2 separate regions of the Zea mays genome follow, and region 2 is linked to region 1. The links are chromatin contacts, called in public Hi-C maps. All regions are on one chromosome and are shown on one strand. The core of a region is the stretch at or near the end of the contact, and the rest is flanking DNA. Distances in the headings are between cores, read along the strand shown.

Region 1 (3,590 bases), core at 402-2,901:
TCCCCTCACTTTCTTCTATTATTGCAATGATATGTAGTCCTCCTGCGTATTTCAGGAAAAAAAGGGACGAAAGAGAAATACATGAGTTAATCATAGAAATTATGTTTCTCCACCGGTATCTCAGTCTCACTTTCGATTCTAGACTCACGATCACGAACAACTGCTTCAGCATGAGCCCCATACACTTTCGATCCTCAGTTTTTCTCAAGTCATGTAAATGCTGCAGCGTCTGAATAGCCACAGGCAGTGGATTCTACAAAGAATAGGCGTAAACTGAAGTTCATTGGAAAATGGAGATAAATCTCACCCTGCGGTGGCAGCAACACGATCCTCCTCCTTGGCATCAGAAGAAAGATCAACATGGTAGACAGGAAAAGTCAATACGACACCCAGGTGATTCGACATGAGCCGGAACGGTCTAGTAAGAACTGCCTTCCCCGATGCTCTTGACCTCAAAATGTTCTCGCGGTCCTCCTGCAGCAGCAGTGAAACACATCCAGGTTCAGAACCAACACCGGCAGAGGAAAAAAAACTGTATCCCAGTGCAAGAAACGAACAGGAAACTTGGCCGCAGACCTCGCCGGACATCATGTCGAGCCCCTCAATGTAGGAGACGGTCTCCTGCGAGTAGACGACCGGCGCGTACTCATCCTGCACCGGGGACGGCTCGTGCTTCATGGTCTTGATGATCCAGCCCTGCTGGCGCTCGAAGCTCTCCCTGTCGCCGTGCACCACCCGCTGCGCGTACGCCACCCCGCTCAGCAGCGGCCGCTCGAACGACGTCCTGGCGGTGTAGTCCGCGAACGTGTTCTGCAGAACAAATCGGCAGAAAATAAAGCCTGCAGCCGACAAATGAAACGGCCGAACAGTACTAATCTGCACCGGCAAATTACACGCGCGCGCACCAAAAAAAAAAAGAGAGACAAAGAGAGAATTCCATTTAAGAAGTGGCACGGTCTGCGCACAAGGGAGGAGGGAACCATGGACTCGACAGTAATAATTAAATGAAGTGGAAACAGCAGCAGAGGCAGAGTAGGTACTAGGAGTACATGGGAACATAACATGGTCGAGGCGGAGCAAGGATTTCCATAGACGGCGAGACACGCAGTTAACCGCGCGCGCAGAGCAGAACGAAAGCCAGAGAGAGATCGCGCCCACAGGTACTAGGACGAAAGAAGCAGTGGACCGACGTAGGCCGTCGTAGAGGCAGGCGGCGGATGGCGCACGAGGCTCTCTCTCTCTCTCGCTCGGCGAGGGATGGAGTCATGGAGGGAGGCGCGGACCTGGTCGAGCGCGGGCGGGCGCTTCTCGTAGTGGAAGGTGGCGACGAGGATGGCGAGGGCGTGGACGTGGTTGACGGAGACGGCGAACTGGTCCTGCAGCATGCGCGCGCGCTCCTCGCACATGCTGACGAGCCCCTCCTCCGCCTTGCGCAGCGCCGCGTGGCGGAAGTAGGAGTGCAGGAACACCCCGAGCGCCAAGGCCCCCAGCACCCACACCAGCACCGCTACGGCGATCAGCTTCGCCTTCAAGGTCCACCCGCTGCCATCCTCCGCGTCCTTCCCCGCCTCCTCCGCCGGCGCCGGCGCCGACACCGCCGCGGCCTCCCCTCCGCCTCCGCCTCCGCCTCCCACCCCCATCCCAGGGGCCAGGGCAGGTCCCCGCCGCCGCAGCAGCTCTCACATACGCTGCACCGCAGGCCACCGACCGACCACTCCTCTGCTTCCGCCGTCCGGCGCCCACGCCGCCTCCTCTCCGCGAGAATCCGAGCTCTCCTCTCCCGCTGCTTTGATGTGTTATTTTGGTGTGTGTGTCAGTGTGTGTGTGTTTTTTGTTGGCTTGCGGCTTTTCGCGACGGGGAGAAAGCAGCCGGGCTTCGAGTGAATCGAATTTCCTGGATTTCACGAGATACGCTGCCACTAAAATAACACCGTGGTTTATTTTTCCTCTCTCTCTCGACACTGCGGGCGGGCGGGCGCGCGCGATGGGGGTGTGGGCATGGGTCCCGGGCTTTTGCGCCTCACTCCACTCGCCCACCCCACCCTACCCCGGCGCCGTCGCCGGTGGCCGCGGCTTGTGTTGTTGCCCCGTTGCTTTCCAGCCCCACTCCCTTTGCCGTCCGCCGGGCTCGGACACTGCCGAGGCCGAGCCAGCCGGCCACGGGGGGCGCACCGTGTACTCTGCACCCCTGGTGATTGGTGAGTTCGTTCGGGCTCTCCTTACGTGGTTGGTGGGGCCGAGCGGTCGCGGGCAGTGGTTGAGCAGGCGTGAGCGCGCGTCGCCGTCTCGTGTGATTTTGTTGCATTGCCTGGCCGGCCGGCCGGACGGCCTGCCAGGCGGCAGCCCGTGCCCGCGTGGGCTGGGGCCTGGCCTGGGGGTGGGAGCCGGGCAGGCGGCGCGGCGGGGAAACGCAAATCTGGCGCCGCGGCCCGGAAAAGGCTGTGCGACCTGCAAGTGCAAGGGGGAGGGAGGGAGGGAGTGCGGGAGCATGAGGCGGTGGTCGTCAACAGTCAACAATGCGCCATGTCCCCGGCCGGACAAATCTTTCTGCCGATGCGCTCTGCTTGTGCTTTGCTCCGCTTCGTGGTCGTGGCTGCCATCACTGATGCTCTGTCAAAAACATGGGTGAAGTGCGATTACTGGTCAGGAAACCCTTTCTGTCCCCTCTTCCATTATTCGGTTCCAAAGACAAAGAGCCTCTCTCTCTTTCTCTCTCTCTACCTTGAGCGGCATGCAGCTGATTACTGCACCTTGTTTTTCTTCGTACTGAGATTATTGCGCGCTTTTGCCTGGCCCTGGCTCTGGCCCCCGAGAGGCCGAGATTATTGCACCGGGCTCGCGTTTGGTCGCAGGATAGTGGAGCAGCAGTTCGTGCGTGCGGCCTCGAAGCGTAGTATTCTTATTATTAACCGCGGGAGCAAGGCTGTCACGTAGTTTGGCCACGTGTTCTAAAAAAATATTTGCCGTCCGATCCAAGATCAACGCTGCACGTTAAGTGTTTGTATACGGCATCTACGGTGTCCTGGAAGTATCCGGAGATCGCCATATGGATAAAAAAGGAAAGCCAAATATCTTCTTTCTACTCCGGCCGAAGAAGACTGGACACCGCACCACTGAACGAACGAAGGCGACGGATACGACGTGAAGGTGGCAGGTGACTTCGATGCCGCAAAGCACGCGACTTGGACATCCTCCTCATCTATCCTGCTGCCAAAAATTGCCAACGCTTCCTTCCAGGTGAGATTAATAGTCACATTCTTCCCCCATTCGGTGTCGCACGTCGTATCTCAGTTCAAGCTAGGATTGATATTGCATTTTCATTTTTTTCCCAATTGGTACCTGTGTTGTTCCTTTGAAGTCCTTCACAACATCAATCTAGGCATCTGGCTCTGTTGAAGCAGCAAATCTTCACGGATAGCACGTAGCGAAAGCAAATCTACACGCGATCTGTGCGGATTGGCAAATTCCCGGTGGCCATCACGGTGTGACACTGCAGAACTGAGCCAGTGCGTTGCGTAATTGGGGCAAAAAAATGAATCTGACGGTTGTAGAAGTATGCGGCCATCCCCGATTCAATCCAATGTCATCCC
Region 2 (3,590 bases), core at 699-3,198, 170 kb before region 1:
ACCAAATTTATATTCAGTATTAGATATAGAAGATTTATATTTTAAGAGCCAAGAAATAAATTGGAAAATTTACTTGTGTCAAATTGTCTCAAACAACGAAGGCCACAGTCGCAGTGTTTCGCGTCGCTCCGCGGCATCGCTTCGTCATCGAGTTGGCAGGCTACGGTTTGGCGGGCAACGCCTAGAGGACGCGCGTAGCGCCTTGCATCATCAGGACTCAGGTCTTGGAGTCGCGCGCGCCTGCCCGCCCGTGCACGGTTTCGCCTACCGCGACCGCCGACGGCCGACCGCAACGGCGGAAGCGGTGCGGAATTTGGGCTGGACGGGACGGCTAACGTACGTCGGCCTGACGTGCGAGGTGGGCCTGGCTGGTCTCCATAGTATTTTCGAAGGGGCTGCTACGACTGGTCTCGTTCATCTGCGTGACGCGAAGGATACGGCCCATGTTGTCATGTGTCATCATTTGAACTTTGAAGTTTGGAGTTGCGCCAAGGCGGCGGCGGTGGCGGTGGCGTGCGCCTGCGCGGTGTGCGACGCACGGCCGACGGCCAGTGTACGTAGGACGGCGCGTGCGCTAGTGCTGTCGGCCACATCAGGTCTTCGATATTTTTTCGGAATATGGCTTGGTGCGTTCCAGTCTTTTTGAGAGGCGACTTGAAAAATAAACAATGGATAAATAAACCCACCATTTTTTTCTTAAACGCTATCATTTGCAAGTTAAATATTGCATTAAAATAAATCTTATTTTTTATATATCTTTCATAGAGACAAAGGATAACTTAGCTAGACGCAACAAAACTTTTGTCAGAAATGAGATGATTGAACATTTTTTTTAAATATCGTTTTGCGCCCCCCCCCCCCCCCCCCCCCTCCTGGTGATCTGGGACGCATAAATACTGCATTTGATCTTCCAGAATCTTATAGTATTCTTCGCATGTTTGGGAGTTAGCTTCGGACGTTTGAAAGGATTTTAAAACCTTTGATTTTGCCCAGAGCGTGTTGATCGCTTTGGGTTATGTAGAAATGGTTCTGTGTTTAAAAATAAATACATATATTCTCGTTGTCCTGTACAGGTGATATCTTCGGCTATCCACTGGTTTTGTATACGGGCTATTCTCCGGGAGCGTACTTCATAGATTTCGGTTATAGCGACCGATAATATACTGCGACAATTAGCATAAATGGTCATAGTGTTTTCTCTTGGACACATGGATGGCTAAATATATATAACCACGAAATTACTTGTCAGTGGCATAAGAAACAGTTGACCAAAGATTCATGCAAAAACTCAAGTAGGATTGTTGGTAGCATTCAGAAATTGTACTTGCCATGATGTTGAGTAAGGTCATTACACGCTTTTTATTTCCAAGCAGCTGCTGTTATACAGTACCCGGCCCGCATATAACAAACTAGCCAACTTACAATTGGAGCGGGGTTGCCGATCGATCGAACATGCCTCAGAAGGAACAGTTGGAGCCCGGCACGGCGGACGCGTTCCGGCCGCAGTAGTTGAGCACGAGGGGCACGTCGAGCGGCAGGTTGACGGGGATGCCGAGCACGTTGAGCCTGATGGTGGCGCACAGGCAGGCGGCCAGGTCGAGGTTGACGAGGCTGCCCAGCAGCGGGCAGCACCGCTGGCTCTGCGGCACGTTGATCTTGAGCTTGAGCAGGACCAGCACGTCGGCGCACACCTTGAGGTCCGCCACCGCGTTCGTCGGGCACGGGTTGCCCCGCTGCTGCTGCTGCGCGCGGACGACGACGACGGCGGCCGGGGAGGAGAGCAGCAGCAGCAGGGCCACGGCGAGCAGCGAGGCGATGCTTTTGGTGGCCATTGTATTTGTATTTGCACGTACGCTTGGTGTACAGGAGCAGCAGCTGCTATAGTTCTTGCTTCGAGTAGTGCTGTGCCTGTGCGGGCGCTTCTGCCTTCCAGTCTGGTATGGGAATTGGGAGCTAGCACAGAGCACGTATTTAATTTATAGGCAGACAGACAGAGCTGTGAATTGTGCGATACATGCGCGAAGTGGCGAGGCTACCAGATATTTTTCAGTGTTCCCTAATCGGCGCATGCATCGTGTGTATGTGATCGAGTATCTAAAACAATGATAACCGCTGATCAAGTCGGGACTAGACAAGTGCGTGCCGGGACCCGGACCACGAACCCAGCAATATCAAGCGGCCGGCAACTTAATTTGCTCCTTTCGGTTGCAGGTGTGCGTACACAAACGCAACGCATTTCGGTGGTTCGTCCGGAGGCAACTAGCCGACATCCCGCACGGCCACAGCAGTGCAGTAGAACCGCGTCGCTGCCACCACCTGTTATACTCTCTCCAGCAAGGTGTGCGTTATATGCTCCTCTACTCTATATCTAGCGCACGCTGATCAACTTTTTCACTCCAACAACATGCACTAAAGGGTCCGGTAAAATAGAGTACGTCCTCAACCACCTCCAAATGTAGTGGCTCCTCTATTCGTGTCTCTCTACTTCAGATCTACTAGAAATGTACAATAACATGCAGTAGAATAAGTATTGTAGCTAAATTAATGAAGAATGAGTAGCAGCAAGCAATACTATTAGATGTCTGCATAGTAATTTTTTAAGATCTGCCAAGGAAAACTTTGTAATAAAAAGGCATACTATTTTAGGTGAAGAAAAATTAATATACATCATATTTTAATACGAGATATACAAATGATATTTTTCTGTGCGCGTCCAATGCGGAAAAAAGAATGTATAAAATAGAGTCTGGTAATACTATTTATATAGAGGATGAAATTTAGAGGACACTGCTGGAGTAGAAAAAGATATAGAGGACGAAATCTTTTAGAGAGTGTTGTAAAGAACACAGAATATTCCTTTAGAGGATATTGCTGGAGACAGTCTTAGGTTGTGCCCAGGGACTAAGAGTGATAATGGATTACAGTTTAAGGGGGTGTTTGGTTACCCCAAACTAAAATTTAGCCCCTGTCATATCGAATGTTTGAACCTCCGTTCCGGGTATTAAATGTAGTCGGATTATAAAACTAATTTGTCAGCCGAAGATTAAAAGACGAGACGAATCTAGTCCAGTTGGTTGGGTCTATATTCCATACTCCTATTTCAAAGTCAAACGCTTGATGTGACCCGGGCTAAACTTTAGCGGGGGCAACCAAACACCCCCTAAATGTTTCTTCACAATTCATTTAAACCTTTAATTAATTTTAGTTCGAAAATTAATAGAAATAGAGTATGATTCTAATTCAATTCGATACTTAAATTTTACAGTGTAGAACTTAGAGCTCATTATCACCTCTAGTTGTGGCTCGCCACGTAAAAGGTAAATCCATTGCGACTCTGATTCAACCGATGTGGTGTGATTAACAATTTCGTTAGGTATACATGACCATATGGGTCGTACCAAACCAAATGGACCATACGACACGTTAGGAAATGAGCCTGTGATGGCCTAGACTAATCTACGTGTTGCGCATGGGCCGAACGCTGGGCTAGGCCGCACGACATGGATAAATTTGTCATCTCTCGATGCCCGCTCTCCCGTCGTCGCATAAAATCCATCCCTCGTGGAGGTCGCCTCCTCTTGCACCTAGTA

What was found. A called contact is a pair of places that touch in the nucleus more often than the background predicts.
Region 2: a contact with region 1 is called in a Hi-C map of leaf, with 2.8 times the contacts expected there. The contact joins the promoter of LOC100283104 here to the promoter of LOC732762 in region 1. A contact is called at or near these places in 9 of 25 Hi-C or Micro-C datasets (bundle sheath, ear, endosperm and 3 more).

The regions. Positions count from the first base shown.
Region 1 is chr1:275,445,777-275,449,366 of Zm-B73-REFERENCE-NAM-5.0, reverse strand. It overlaps LOC732762 (histidine kinase4), which reads right to left and starts at 1,651. Exons shown (of 11, transcript NM_001112388.2): 1 at 1,284-1,651; 2 at 577-810; 3 at 308-474. The coding sequence starts at 1,640. It overlaps LOC103643911 (a long non-coding RNA gene), which reads left to right and starts at 2,838. Exons shown (of 2, transcript XR_561378.4): 1 at 2,838-3,237; 2 at 3,359-3,590.
Region 2 is chr1:275,611,225-275,614,814 of Zm-B73-REFERENCE-NAM-5.0, reverse strand. It overlaps LOC100283104 (cortical cell-delineating protein), which reads right to left and starts at 1,948. Exons shown (of 1, transcript NM_001156006.2): 1 at 1,306-1,948. The coding sequence starts at 1,832. The coding sequence ends at 1,458.